4 separate regions of the Mus musculus genome follow, and regions 1, 3 and 4 are each linked to region 2. A link is a contact called in public capture Hi-C and promoter capture Hi-C data. All regions are on one chromosome and are shown on one strand. Each heading gives the region's core, a stretch centred on a gene start, on an enhancer-like site or on the middle of the called end of the contact. The rest is flanking DNA. Distances are from core to core; before and after follow the strand shown. Region 1 holds the start of Cyth4 (cytohesin 4). Region 2 holds the start of A730060N03Rik (a long non-coding RNA gene). Region 3 holds the start of Il2rb (interleukin 2 receptor, beta chain). Region 4 holds the start of Kctd17 (potassium channel tetramerisation domain containing 17).

Evidence for each region. Promoter capture Hi-C pulls out the DNA fragments that hold promoters and counts their contacts. Capture Hi-C pulls out chosen DNA fragments and counts their contacts.
Region 1: a contact with region 2 is called in a capture Hi-C map of embryonic stem cells, with 2.8 times the contacts expected there. The contact joins the promoter of Cyth4 here to the promoter of A730060N03Rik in region 2. A contact is called at or near these places in 3 of 39 promoter capture datasets (the 3T3-L1 cell line and liver), 2 of 484 Hi-C or Micro-C datasets (both in embryonic stem cells) and 1 of 9 other capture datasets (embryonic stem cells).
Region 3: a contact with region 2 is called in a promoter capture Hi-C map of the C10 cell line. The contact joins the promoter of Il2rb here to the promoter of A730060N03Rik in region 2. A contact is called at or near these places in 2 of 39 promoter capture datasets (the C10 cell line and embryonic stem cells) and 1 of 484 Hi-C or Micro-C datasets (bone marrow-derived macrophages).
Region 4: a promoter capture Hi-C map of hippocampal neurons shows a contact between it and region 2, with 2.3 times the contacts expected there. The contact joins the promoter of Kctd17 here to the promoter of A730060N03Rik in region 2. A contact is called at or near these places in 5 of 39 promoter capture datasets (the 3T3-L1 cell line, hematopoietic stem and progenitor cells, hippocampal neurons and 2 more), 1 of 484 Hi-C or Micro-C datasets (cerebral cortex), 2 of 115 datasets of contacts at active chromatin or transcription factors (VIP interneurons and forebrain) and 2 of 9 other capture datasets (embryonic stem cells and pancreatic islet).

What each region holds. Positions count from the first base shown.
Region 1 is chr15:78,595,622-78,599,021 of GRCm38.p6, reverse strand. It overlaps Cyth4 (cytohesin 4), which reads right to left and starts at 1,975. Exons shown (of 13, transcript NM_028195.3): 1 at 1,803-1,975. The coding sequence starts at 1,821. Gm52186 (a long non-coding RNA gene) reads left to right here. Exons shown (of 4, transcript XR_003951538.1): 4 at 1-456.
Region 2 is chr15:78,116,989-78,120,237 of GRCm38.p6, reverse strand. It overlaps A730060N03Rik (a long non-coding RNA gene), which reads right to left and starts at 1,443. Exons shown (of 2, transcript XR_875456.2): 1 at 1-1,443. Cacng2 (calcium channel, voltage-dependent, gamma subunit 2) reads left to right here and starts at 958. Exons shown (of 4, transcript NM_007583.2): 1 at 958-1,557. The coding sequence starts at 1,347.
Region 3 is chr15:78,493,446-78,497,161 of GRCm38.p6, reverse strand. Il2rb (interleukin 2 receptor, beta chain) reads left to right here and starts at 2,096. Exons shown (of 10, transcript NM_008368.4): 1 at 2,096-2,214.
Region 4 is chr15:78,426,717-78,430,092 of GRCm38.p6, reverse strand. It overlaps Kctd17 (potassium channel tetramerisation domain containing 17), which reads right to left and starts at 1,529. Exons shown (of 8, transcript NM_001289671.1): 1 at 1,226-1,529; 2 at 1-51. The coding sequence starts at 1,435.

The DNA of each region.
Region 1 (3,400 bases), core at 726-3,225, 480 kb before region 2:
TGCAGAAGAGACCCAGCCCTGGCACCTGCAGGGCAGATGCCCACATTCTCAGAGGCAGGCCAGGAAGACAAAGGACCAGCCGTTCACAGACAATGAATCTGAGGAGAGCCCCGGCCTCCATGGGCTTCTGTGGGACCTGGGTAACAGAAAGATTCCCCCTTCCCTGATGCCTCCCCCAGGAAGTCCCCAGTCCCCTTTCTCATTCTTCTCATTTGTGGGTATGGCCAGGCGGGGATCAGAGTCCTCTGTCCCTCCACTCAGCACCCTGGAATGTCAACCAGCTCCCCTTTGGCCATTTTGAAGCATGCCACGGGGCCGTTTGTAAAATGGATGAATAAATAATGAACAAACAGAATGATGGAGCAGTCCGTGGAGACCCTTTGCCTGGTCTCCCTTTGCCTTCTTGTTGGCCTTGAACCTCAGCCTAGTCCCTGTGTCTTTGTGGAACTTAACTCAACCGCCCCCCCCCCCCCCCACACACACAACACCCAAAGAGACAAGGGAGAGGTTATATTAAGGAGATCTTTGGTGGCCAGAGCCACAGCCTCTTCTTATATTATGTCCTGTCAAAGCCCCCTGTATCCCGACCATAAATAAATGGCTGTTGAAAGAGTCTGAGGGAGCCAGGTGCAGTGGTGGTGCACACCTTTAATCCCAGCACTTGGGAGGCAGAGGCAGGCAGGTCTCTGTGAGTTTGAGGCCAACCTGGTCTACAGAGCTAGTTCCAGGACAGTCAAGGCTACATGGAGAAACACTGTCTCCAAAAATCTAAAAATAAAGGGGGTGGGGATAAGAAAGAGAGAGAGAGAGAGAGAGAGAGAGAGAGAGAGAGAGAGAGAGAGAGAGAGAACAAACAAAAGAAAGGAAGGAAGGAAGAACCTGATCGGTTTCTGGAATACAGAACAAGGCATAGCATCTGGAGAATACCCAGCACCAGTGAGCAGGGCTCAGCACCAGTGGGCGGGGCTCAGCACCAGTGGGCGGGGCTCAGCACCAGTGGGCGGGGCCCAGTGCTGGTGGGTGGGGCCTGGCTGTTAAGGGTTAGGTATCATTTGGAGAATCTGTCACTCTGAACCAGTCATATAGACCTGGGGATCCAGACAGCCAGCAGCTGCAGTCCCTCAGAGCCCAGAACTCCAAGAGAACTCTCTGAGGGTACAGGGACATGGCTCCACCCACAGCCCTGCTCTCTGCTCCCTGAGAACCACACCAGCCTGTCCCTCCCATTTCCTTTTTCTCTGTCCCTCAGACCCACCGCCCTGGTTACTGAGTGAACAGGGCCTACTGTGCCAGGGCCTCATTGAATGAATGTTACTCCTTCAGGCAGTGTCCCCAGCCTCCATCAAACGTCACCAGACCCCAGGAGCTAAGAAGACTCTGTAGGGCCCTCACAGGGTCTAGGCAGGTGTCACCACCAACAATATCCACCTTCATCAGAAGTCATTCTTCCCAGGTCCCTTATGGGGGGCCTTCCCTCCTGAAAACTCTTCCTTGGAACTCCCAAGAACTCTGCTGAGCCGCGTCGGCCTGAGCACTCCCAATTCCTTCTTCCCTCGTCCTTGATCTCCTGTTTTATCTATCTTTTATCTCGTTTGTCATCATCCACCTCATAGTGCAGAGCCCAGGAGGTAAGCAACCACTCAGATGCCTGTGGGACCCCGAGGCCTGGAGTCTAGCCCGGTGCCTACCTCTGCACATGGAGTTTGAGGTTTTCTTTCCTGGCCTTCTGGGCACGGCTGCCCTTGATTCCCTGTTCTGCCGGAGGAAAGGACTGAGGCCCGTGGCTGGGACCTATCGCTTACCTGTGTGACACACATCCATTCTGAAGCCCAGGGGAAAGGTGGCCCAGCTGCTTGCCTTGCCAGCTCAGCTGCTGCTCTGGTGGGTAGCCAAGAGGACCAGTCATGGCCCCTTCCTGCCTGCCCCGCCCAGACCCTGTGGGAGGAAGTCAGCCCTGGCCACAGGGGTCTGTGCGCAGGCTCCTGACACAGAGCGCACTTCCTAAAGGCAGTTGAGTTTCACCAGTTAGCTCAGACCCTGGCATCTGAGTACTTGGAAAGTGGGGAAGCAGAAGGAAGACAGAGCTAGGGCAGGGGAGTGGGGGTGGGTGGATAAAGACAAACAGACAGACAGACAGACAGGTGGATTATGGGCCCCCACAAGCTCAGTCACAGGGGAAGAAGGTCCTAACGATGGACCTTCTCTGGGGGGCGCGGGTCTTTACCCAGCAACCTCTTTAAATATAAGCCAAAAGATTTCCCAGCTTCTAGGGTCCTCTCTGAACTCCCCTGAATCAAATCTCATTGGAGAAAAGACAAGTCATTCAGGGATGGGGGAGGGGCTTTGCTTTTTTTTTTTTTTTTAAAGAAATGCCCCCCCCCCCCCCCACGTCTCACAAAGTGTCTAATTTCCCTCTCTCCCCGGGCCGCTAGGAAACTCACCATCAAATCTGTACAATCCTTCCATGTGACTTTGTGGCCAGATCCAGTTGTTTGACCCTCAGCATCTCCACTCAGGCAGGTGTCACCACCAACAGGGTGCATGTGACTTCGGGCTAGTCAACCTATTACACCGAGTCTCATTTGGCTTGCGTCCGAAGAGAGTATGCACACTCAACCTTGGGAATGTAGAAAGAGCAGTGTAAGATTCTTGGAATGTAGTAGGTGTTCAAAAAATGATTTTCCTTTAGGCTTTAACTGCCCCCCCCCCAGCTGCCCCATTGTTGACTGCTTTGTTTCTCAGGCCTTTTCTGGTGAGTTGGTTCAGATCCTGCAGAGAAAAAGGGATGGCTGACAGAAACTTCAGTCAGAGGAGCGCTTACTCTTTGGAATTCAGGGCACATCCTGGCTCACTGATCTGTTTCCAATCTATTTAGAAGTCCAGTGAGGGCAAGGTCACATTTGTGTCCTAGTCTCTCGTAAAATGTGAGGAGAAAGGAGTGTTCAAGTGAGGATGAACTAATGAATGAGTGAATGAATGAATACACCCAGGGAAGATAGGCATGTAGTTCCTTCCTTGAGTGATGCAGACATTTCCGGCCTGGAGGTATAGGCCTGTCATCCTGGCTTCTTGGGAGACTGAGGCAGGAGGATTAAAAATTCAAGCCTGATCCAGTGAAAACCTGTCTTAAAATAAGAAACAAGAAGAGGGTTGGGGACATAGCTCATGGGTAGAGAGCTTGTCTAGCATAGCCAAGGCCCTGCACATGCACACGCACACACAGAAGTGGGGTGTGCCCCCCCCCCCACCGCCTGGAGTCTGAGCTCAACCCTGTGTCTTTGACCCAAAGTCTAGCTGAGAGAGTGGTGCAGTTTTATGTATCAACAACAGGGGGCGCCCTGGAGGCCTGGATTAATCTGGTTTACGGAATGGAGCAGGCTGGCCTCTGCAGCATTCTGGC
Region 2 (3,249 bases), core at 194-2,693:
AGAGAGAGAGAGAGATCGCCAGCTACGCCTTCCTCCCAGCTCCAGGAGGCCCCGGCCAGCGCTCATTCCGGAACTGTGGAACAGGAGTCCGGGAGGCCAGGCAGCCCTGCGCTTGGCCCTGGCCTGGCCCGTCCGCGGACGACAGAGGCCCCGTGGCCAGGGCCCCACTCCTGGCCGGCTACAGAGCGCAGGGAGCGCACAGAGTGGGGGAGTTGTCCAGTTCAGCACCACGGCGACGCAGTAGGTGGGCGCTCCTGCTCCGAGAGCTGTCCAGTCCAGCACCGCGGCGATGCTGTAGGTGAGAGCGCCCGGTCGTGGGGAGCTGTCCACTTCAGCACTACGGCGATGCAGTAAGTGGACGAGCCCGGCCGGGGTGAGCTGTCCGTTTCAGCACCACGGCGATGCTGTAGCTGGGAGCGCCTGGCCCGGGGCTGCGCGGCCGTGAGCGGGGGAGGCGGGCGGGCCTGCCTGCTGCAAGACGCCGGCTAGCGCGCCCCATCGCTCGCTCGCTCGCTGGCTTCCGAGGAGCTTTGCGGATCGGGGGAGGGAACCCCGCCTCGATTCTCCGGGAGAAACCCCCTCCCTCCCCCACTTCGCCGACACTACCCCCGCCGCCAACAACAATAACCGCGGCTGCTCGTCCTGCCGCCACCGCGCCCGCCAACCCTGCTGCCGCTGCCGCTGCCGCCGCCGCCGCCGTTACCGCCGCCGGGGCACAACCATGGGAGGCGAGACCCCCTCACCGGTGCAGCTGAGCTCGAGGGCTTGCAGAAGACTGGGCAGTCTCCTCTGAAACGGAGGCGCCTCGAGGACCCCCTCCCTCCCCAAGGAAGAGAACTGGCGAAGCCACGGATTTTCATGGCGCAGGCCGCAGAGCCGCGAACGAAGACCGAAGGTTGCTTCCCAGCTCTTCCAGTCTCTAACTGTCTAGGTCCGGACCATGAGAGATGGTGTTGAGAATTCGGCTGTACCCTGGCGCGCTGTGGAAGCCATCTCCAAATTAGCGATCACATATGGAAACTGGAGACCAGAATTTTAGGAAAAGAGATTAAGGCATCTCACTTGGGGGGGTGGGGGGGTGTCTTTTTATTTATTTTCCCTTTTTTTAAAAAAATCGCTGCAACTGGAACAGTTTTTTGATCTCAAAAGGCAAGCCTCTCTTCCCGTGTGATCTTTATAATTTACACACTTTTCCGTGAGCTTTCTTATCTCCCTTTTTTTATATCTCTCCATATTCTCTATTCACACATATATCCATTATATTAGTAGTGGAATTACCAATCGCACCCTCACACACACGCTCCTGAGAACCAGAAGTCGGTTGGGTGTTTATATAATGAAGAATTATGGGGCTGTTTGATCGAGGTGTTCAAATGCTTTTAACCACCGTTGGTGCTTTCGCTGCCTTCAGCTTGATGACCATCGCTGTGGGAACCGACTATTGGCTGTACTCCAGAGGGGTTTGCAAGACCAAAAGTGTCAGTGAGAATGAAACCAGCAAGAAGAACGAGGAAGTTATGACCCATTCCGGATTATGGAGAACCTGCTGCCTCGAAGGTATTTGATTTCCAACCTCCTCCCCCTTCCCACGCCGCCCCTCCCCTCCACACCCCCCCCCCCGCCTCCAAATAAGTCCCCTCCACATTCCACCATTTTCCCACTTCACTCCCTCCGCCGCTGCCGCTGCAGATCAAGGTTGACTGGGTTAGTTTCAGAGGAAAGAAAATCAATAAGCAGAACCCACACTCTCTACTCTTTGGCTTCCACCCCGTCCTCCCAAACCTCCTCATTGGAATGATCTATGGTATGGTGAAAACAGGAAATTGTCTGTAGAGTTCAGATGTGCTCTGGATGCTTTGGAGTCCTTAGGGTTTGCCTTTGGGTCTGGCTTTGCCACCTATGAGGAGGGAAAAATAATTGCTTCCCTGTGTGCTGCTCAGCCTTTTGCAATGAAGGATTCAGAAAAAAATGCTCTTCCTCTTCTCTCGCTCCTCAAAAGTTACAGGCCCAGCACCATCTGCAAGTCTCCCTTTAAAAAAAGAAATCTGTTGTTTCTAAGAATCCTTATTTGGTAGATTCTAATTATTCTAGGAGCTCAAGCCGAGTTCAAGAGCATTTCGTAATGTCTACGAGCCCCGCGTACCATTCGAGGTGGCTGGCTGTGTGTATGTGTGTGTTTTTAACGTTTACGAAGTCTAAAATGCATGTGTCTCTCACAGGAAACAAGCCCAAGTTCTAATCAACAGCGGTCACTTGCGGGTTAGACCGAGCGCTGATTTGCTTCCACGCAGAGTGACATGTCTGTCACCCAGAAGCAAGTCGAGTCAGCACTGTGCAGGCAGGAGGCGAGGGCATGGAGAGGTTGAGGGGTGGAATGGGAAAAAATGGGGTGGGGGTGTCAGCTGTTGGTCTTGATCTTGCAGAGTCATTGGGGCATGTGCGCCGCATGTGCTGTGGGCTGAGGGGCTCCCACAATGTAAAGGCCAGGACACTAGGACATGAGGAAGGCATGTGCTTTTGGGATACATTAATAAACACAAGAGGGGGGAACTCTGCAGGTCATACAAGCTGCATTTAGCCACAGACTTTAATATGAAGGAGTGAATTTGCATAGCTATATCTGTCTGTGTGCAAAAGCCACCTATAGGAAGACAGACAGAGAGACACATATGCCCCTGTATGGAAAGAGGCTTGTATGTGTTCCACTGATGTGAACCAAGCCTGGAGGCCCTTTGAGGTGGCATCGGGAAGTGAGCACTGCAGAACTGTTTGTTAAGCTCAACATGGGATGGTGCTGCAGGGAGTTGGGGCCAGCAGATGGGGGAGAGGGCAAAACTGATGTGATCCTGGGGGGTTGGGGGGTGTCTAACCTATACTAAGCCAAACACTGGTCTGGGAAAAGAGCTCCCATCACATGCCCCCTCCCGGTGTTCTTGGTGCAAACGGTTGAGTGATGGCTGAACATGTTTTGAATAGCTAAGTGACTTCATTGAGCGATGGTCTGTTTGACGCATACTGCATTTGATACCCTTTCTCAGTCCAAGCGCTGCCTTTAACATTCTGCAGAGGTGCTCTCTGCTGAACACTCCGTGCTCCTCCTCAGCCAGAGAGTCAATATCAGGAAATTAATAGGGACCGTTTTACACACACGCATTCTGCCTCTCTTAAAAAATGAAAAGCCTTTCATAGCGCCAGTCATTTTCAGTGAAAAGGCAGCTTCCATGTAATTAAACATTTATGGCAAGCTTT
Region 3 (3,716 bases), core at 847-3,346, 380 kb before region 2:
ATCAGTGCCATTGTAGGAAGCCACCTTCATGCCTTCACCCCCACCCTAATGGCCTCTGAGATTTCTGCTCTCACAGACAATCAATATAAGAATTTAGGGGGCTTGGATTTCTAATGCATGAACATTTAGGGGCACATTCACGCCCTGTCAAGGAGAACTGGCTTTTATCCCAAGTCTTCATGGATACCTTCCTGTGTGTCAGTCCTCACCCCAGGCTCAGGCAAGAACTGATAAGACCCTATTCCAGTCTGTCTATGAGGTTCTCCCACCCTACCCCAGACAGCTCCTCTGCAGGAAGTCTGGAGCCCTGATATAGCTATAAGGATGCGGCCATGCGGATGCCATGGGTCCAGGGATGAGTCTGTAGCTTGGTGGGCTGATAGGAGGTGGGAAGTAGTTGGAGGAGGTAGGTCTCTGGGAACATGCCTTGGACACATATCCTGTCCTCAGCCTTCTCCCCTTTCCCCACTTCCTGCTTGACAAGTCAGGGAGCAGCTTTGTTCTCTTATCATGGTGTTTCACTGTGGCAGATCTAAGACACCAGGGGCCGGGCCACCCAAAAGCCACAAGAAATCTTTCCTCCTTTAAGCTGATTTTGCCTGGGAATTTTGTCACCTCAATGAAACTAAAATAGTAATCCCATTTTACAGATTTGTGAACTGAAGTTCAGCAAGTCCAGGTCACACAGCCGGGGTGACTCTCCCTAGCAATGGCAGCCCACATACCTCCTTTCCTGGCTTGTCTCAATTCTCTTTTTAGGGTTCTTGATTTCACTCTCCAGCATCCCCAGAGTCCTGGGGATTTTGTGTGTGTGCATACGTCCCTCCATATCCCAGACAGGGCACCAACGACAGAGCAAGAAACAGCTCCACTGAAGTCTAGCTTGGTGAGCTAGTGAGTTTCTTGTGCACATTTATGGAGTAAGGGGTTGCTTACATCAGTTTGGGTGACCACCCCCCCAAGCAACTATGTTACTGGGAAGTCACAGCTGAGCATGGATGATGGCATCCCCATAGTTGTATAGATGGAGTCACTTCTTCTTTGGCTAACCTATCCTCTCTAGTGTGTAAGTACCCCTGAGTTCAGTTACACATCGCTAAAGCTGGACCTCAGGGGAGGGGTTCCTGTTACTTCTCTTCCCTTCTTGTGAGGGGATGAACATCAGCAGGTCCAATCGTGTGGCTCTCTTGTGGCAGTTACAGCTGCCCCGATGAAGATGGTAATGGCTGTTATGTCCAGAGAACAGAATTCTTACAACTCCCTTCTTTTCACAAGAGGGCAGAAGCTTGTCATATTTCCCCAAGCCTGGCATTAAAACCAAGATGAAGGGGAGATAGAAACGGGGAGTCCCTGGTCCTGTGATACAATATGTAAATAAACACCCATTCATTTACGGAGAAATTCGTGACTTCATTGTTAAAAATAAAAGCCGTGAACTGAACCCTGCCACCCTATCTCACCGAGAGAGGAAGGATTAGAACTTACAACTCGGAAAGGAAGAAAGTGATAGGAGGGCCACTCATTGGCCATCAAACTGCTTATCAAGCCTTAAAACCAGTCAGTCACCTTTGAATGCTAGCCTAAATAAAGGGCATCTCAGAGACTGAAGTAAAGGGCAGCATGTAGCGGGGGCTGGGGGATGGCTAAAATGGAGATCAGCAAAGAGGACACCTAGACTCTAGGTCCTAGAGGGATGATGTGTCTGTGGGTGGCTTTGGTGTTAGGGTGTGAGCATATGTATGTGTGTGTGTGTGTGTGTGTGTGTGTGTGTGTGTGTGTGTGCATGCGCGTGTGTGCTCATGCGTGAGCAGAAGTCGATGGTGTTAGGGTGGCATGTGTGAGATGTAGCGGGGAAGAGTAGGCAAAGAAGGGCCTGCCCCCTCAGGTTCTGTGCATAGCTAGGTCCCTGTACCACAGTAACTGTGTGAGCGTGTGTGCCACCACATTCAGTGGCTGCCCCTGGGCGTAGGAGGAGATCTTATCAGTGCTAGGTGTGTGTGGAGTTTCAGGCTACCTCATCACCCCCCATCTCTCCACCTCCCATTGGGCCTTGCCCCTCATCCTCTATACAGGAAGTGGGCTCGCCTTGGGTTTCAGTCTGTTGCTGGCCTAGCTGTTGTCTGCTACCTAAGCTGCGGAGCAGGAGATGGCCGTGGACCCAACCTCCAGCAGGACTGCAGGGAACATCTCGACACAACTCCATGTTGCAGCCAGGTGATGCCCCTGTGTGGTCCCCTGGGAGCCCTGGGCACCCCACTACCTCTTGCTGGTCCTCCCAAGGGACAGGGAGCTGGGAGGGGGCGCTCATCTCTAACTTGGTTCCCTTTGTAGTTTGTATCTGGGCTTTGATGATTAACCTTGTCTTAGGATTCCCTGGGGAAGGGGGTAGCCTGGCTGTCATGGTTTCTCCTTTAAGAATAAACCCCTTCCAATGTCAGGGCACAGTGGCTTCTTCCCAGTCTACTCTGTGGGAAGCTGTGTGCCATTTTCGCTAGGAGGGACTTCCCTGGATCCTGTGTGGGGATGTCTTAGCCCAGAAGGGTGGAGGAAAAGATTTGTAGCTCGTCAGTATTGGGAGGTGGCATGGCGTGTATGGGACAGGTGGGATTCAACGCTGACGCCTGTGGAGTTCATCTCAGCCTGGAGAATTCTCCTTAGTGAGAAAGAGAGAAGGAATCTCCCCCTGGGACCTGGCTGTCCAGTCAGCTATGTTGATTGACAGGTTTCTGAGGGCCCTAGGCTGGAGGTCAGAGGTAGAGTTCTAGCTTAGATTTGTCTCTGACATTACCGAGTGGCTAGAGAGGTTAAGGACATCGCCAGGCATGGGGCTCCGTCTCCGAGGCTGCCTGAGGTAGGAGCTTCCCACCGTTAGCTGTGTTTACAGTACTTCAGGGCCAAGGTGGGTGGCTGAGGAAGGCAGAACTACCTTTGAAGGTCCCCTTTCTTTCACACACTCCTCAGCTGAACTGAACAGCAAGAGGTGAACAGTGGTGTGTGTGTGTGTGTGTGTGTGTGTGTGTGTGTCTTTGTGAATGTGTGTGTCTCTGGAGAGGTGGCCAGAGAAAGGATCTCTGAGGTCAAAGGCCACCAGATCTGACAGACAAGCTCTTGCTTGCCGTCCGTCCTCCCTCAGTCGACCCTGTACCTCACAGACCTGTGAGGCCTTGGACTGCCCCAGCACTGGAACCTTTATCCTGGGAAACAGGCTGCTTTAGGCCCTGATCTTCCCATAGGGAAGGAGCAGTCAGTCACAGAACCTGCTCTTGTGCTGTGAGACCTCTCTGTGACATGTGTGGGTCAGTCTGACGCAGGGAGTGTGACACGACTGTCACTCATGGCTGACCCTCCTCCTCCGTCAGCATCACCACTGTACTGGAAATCAGGTGACCCAGTTAGAGCAGCCTGGGTCTGTGGGATGACAGACCTTTTCAGGGCCTCAGCGGAGACATATATGAGTCAGGGAGATGAACGTCTGGTGGTTGCGAAGGGCATACGTGGGTGAGCCTCAGGGGGACAGTGCCTGGGACTCTGAGATTCTTGGGCTGTACTCACTCTGCCCGAGGCTGGCCTTGTGCTGTGTGGTTTTGGAGTGGTTTTCTTAGTCTCCCAGAGATTCAGTTTCCCTCTTGCCGAAGGAAGCTGCAACCACCATGACTGCTTGAAGCTACCCTGCCCCCCAGCCTGACCCTTCCAGAACCTTCCATATGCTCTTCCGT
Region 4 (3,376 bases), core at 280-2,779, 310 kb before region 2:
GGGCCCGAAGTAGGTGGGGTCACGGTCAATGAGGTAGGCCCCGGTCTCATCCTGTGGAGGAGATGACCACAGGAAGTGAGGGGTGTGCAAGCTTCCCCAAGCCAGCCACCCCCACCCCTCCTAACACACACACACACACACACACATACACACATACACACACACACACATAAACTCAAGTCACCACAGGCTGGCTGGAAGAATGGCTACAGGGAGAGAGGAAGCAGGAAGAAAGCAGTAAGGATCTGGGTTCGAACCCTGCCTCTGCCTTTTCCAGGCTGTGTGACCTTGAGCCAATCATCTGGCCTCTGGAGCGTTGCTTCTTTCTCCCATAGTCAGAGGATTAGATGTGAGTATAGAGGGTGACCGGATTCCTGAGTGGCCCCTTACCTCTCTCTCAGCACAGGACCCAGTGAATTTCCCTCTTAGGAAAGTTTCCCTCTTGGAGGCTGTGTACCGCGCCCACCCCCACCCCCAGCCAACCCCACTATTCACTAGATGTTTGCAAGTTTCCAAAGAAGCTGCACTCTGATTGGACAAGTGCAGCCTGCAGGGAGGACTGGGATCTGGACAACCCAGCACAGAAGACGGAGACATCAAGGGACAGGGGACTCACCCAAGGGCACAGTGTAAGAGGGCCACAGAATGGGGGACAGGGGACTTTGACAAGCCAACTCCAGAGGCCTTGCACACTAGGAGGCCAAAGTCAGAGAGCAGGGAAGTTCCCCTCTCCTCCCGATTCCTCCCTGGTCATTTGGGAATTTGGCAGGAGAGCAGGGTGAGCCCACAAGTGATAGCTCCAAAGCCAGTGCTCTTCCCTACATTAAGCCCAGCTCCAAGACACCCAGGCCTCCTCCATCTAGTTCCTTGTACCCTTCAGCTGCCCACACCCTAAGGGCGGGGAGAAGCAGCCGCATCAACTCCTTTAAGAGTCAGCCAGGGCAGTAAGGCAGGCCCGGTTTGTTGGTCCCTCCCCAGCGCTCCACAGTAAGGAAGCGTCCCGGATCTGGGGCAGCTCTCCAAAGCTCTAAATGGCTGCGGCCTGTGCTGTCCCGTTGCCACGGCAATGGGTATAGCTATTCCTCTCGGCTCCTCTTCCTCCCCCTCCTCCTGCCTCGGCTCCCCGCCTCAGAATCCTAGGAAAGCCAGAGGCCGAGGGACGCGCAGGCGGGACAGCCCGGGAGCGCGGGGCCAGGACCCCCCTGTCAGCGGGCTCAGGGCTCACCCTGTCCGATTGAAGCTCTTCGCCCTGACACAGGCGGCTGAGGAAGGACTTCTGCTCCCGACACAGCGTCTGGCGGGTGGTCAGGAACACCGTGCCCCCCACGTTCAGCCGCACCCACTTGCCCCAGCCGCCCCCGGGGCGGCCGCCCGCCCCCACCGGTGGCGCTGCCTCCCCGGCCTCCATCCTCATCGCCGGCCGCGTTGTCTGCATCCTTCCCTCCGCACGCCGCGGGCGAGTACCAGGTGCAGGGCATGCCGGGAGCTGTAGTCTGGAGCCAGGGCTGGGATGCTCTGCGCTTGTCCTGGTGTTGCTCGGACAGCACGTCCCGCCCCACATTGCCTTTCTTGGTGATCTATCATCTGGTCTCTCCGTGTGGCCAGACTGCTTGGTTTGCAGAAGGCCCTGCGAAAACAGTGATTTCCTCATTGGCTATCCCCCCCCATTTGTTCTGCTTTGTACGGGGGCCCCAGCTGAGGAATACCTGACCTGAGAAGAACTTTCTTCCTCCAGAAATTCCTATATTTACCTGAACCTACTTTTAAAAATAGGCGCACGCGCCTGTGTGTGAGCATGTGCGTGTGTGCATATGCGTGCATGAGCCACATCAGCAGTGTTTCTTTTTTGTCCCGTGTGTGGCAAAGACCACGGGGATGAGGTATAGTCACCACCTCTTCCTAAATTCTTTGAGGATATGTAGTTGGGCTTAGGGCTGGCTGAACGTTTCTGTGTGCCAGAAGCTGTGTGAGCATACATATGACTCCTTTAAGCTTCCTGCATCCCTGCCGGGTTGCTCTGGATGCCAGTCTTGGTCTAGTCTGAATGCTACGGAGTCTGCTTAAAGAGTGAACGTTCAGAAGATGAAGTTCAGGTACTGGCTTCTCTGGTGCCACTTGGCTTCCATATGTGCTTGACCTGAAGCTTGGAGATGAGGCATGGATCGGCTCTACAAAGTGGGGAAGGGGAGTTTTAGAATAGCCCCCTCCCCCATGATGCTGAGATGCCCAGGCCCCCCAGATGCCTTTCCTTGATGGGAGTGTGGGGTGTGCAGCAGGACTGGGGAGGCTCCAAAGCTCTCAGCAAAGGAGGAATGGGCTTAGGGTTTGGAAATGGTCACTCTAGCATTGGCATTCAAGGTGATTGCTGGGCTAGCAGAATGGAGAGGAAACAGGGGAGGGGGAGGATCCTGTTTGGGGGACATGGTCACTGCTGTTCTCACCCCACTGTTCAGTGAGTTCCTGAGGACAGTTGTTCCTTTTAGGACAACACAGCAGGTACAAAAAGACCTGACTTAGGGATGGCCTAGTTTCACTTTCTGTTGATGTAATATTAACATCCTGCCAAAAGCTAACGTAGGAAGAAAATGGTTTATTTGGCTCATAATTCCATATGAGCTCTTTGCTATAGGGAAGTCTAGGTTCCAGGACCTCGAGGCAGCTAGCCACATCCACAATCAAGAGCAGAGAGAGAACAAATGTATGCTTGTACTCAGCTCACTGTCTCCACTCTTACACCGTCCTGGGCTGAAGCCTAGGGAATGGTGTCTCCCACAGTGGGCTGTGTCTTCCCACATCAATTAATGTAATCAAGACAATCTCCTACAGTCATGCCCACCTGATTCAGACAATTCATCACTAGCTCTCTTCACAGGTGATTCTAAACTGTGTCAAGCTGACCCATCACTGGGGAGGTGAGAGGGGCAAACCCCTTGCAAAGGATGGAGGTCAGATCTTCCTCCTTCGGGCTGCACATATACCTGTGATGTCCTCCAGGCAGGGCCCTGTTATAAGTACCTGGCCACAGACACCAAAAGCATCCATCAGAGATAAGTTCATTGAGCACCGTGCTCTCAAGACCACACTCTTGGTGTGCCATCGCGATCAGGGTGATGACGGCAGCCACCAGGACAGCAGGTACTGTTCACTGAGAGCTTTCCTGGTTCAAGTGGTGCCCACACATGGGCCGTCCTCATTCCGGGACTCTCAGATATGGATCCTACTTTTCCATGCCTCTCTTACAGTAGATAAAAGGAGGCTCAGGGACTGTGGGACAGTGCTGGGAGAGGCTATGGAGAGCAGAGTCAACCTCAAAGCCTTGCCTCACTGACTCGGAAGCTGTCCCTCCTTCCTATGGCAACACCACAGGTGAGGAGAC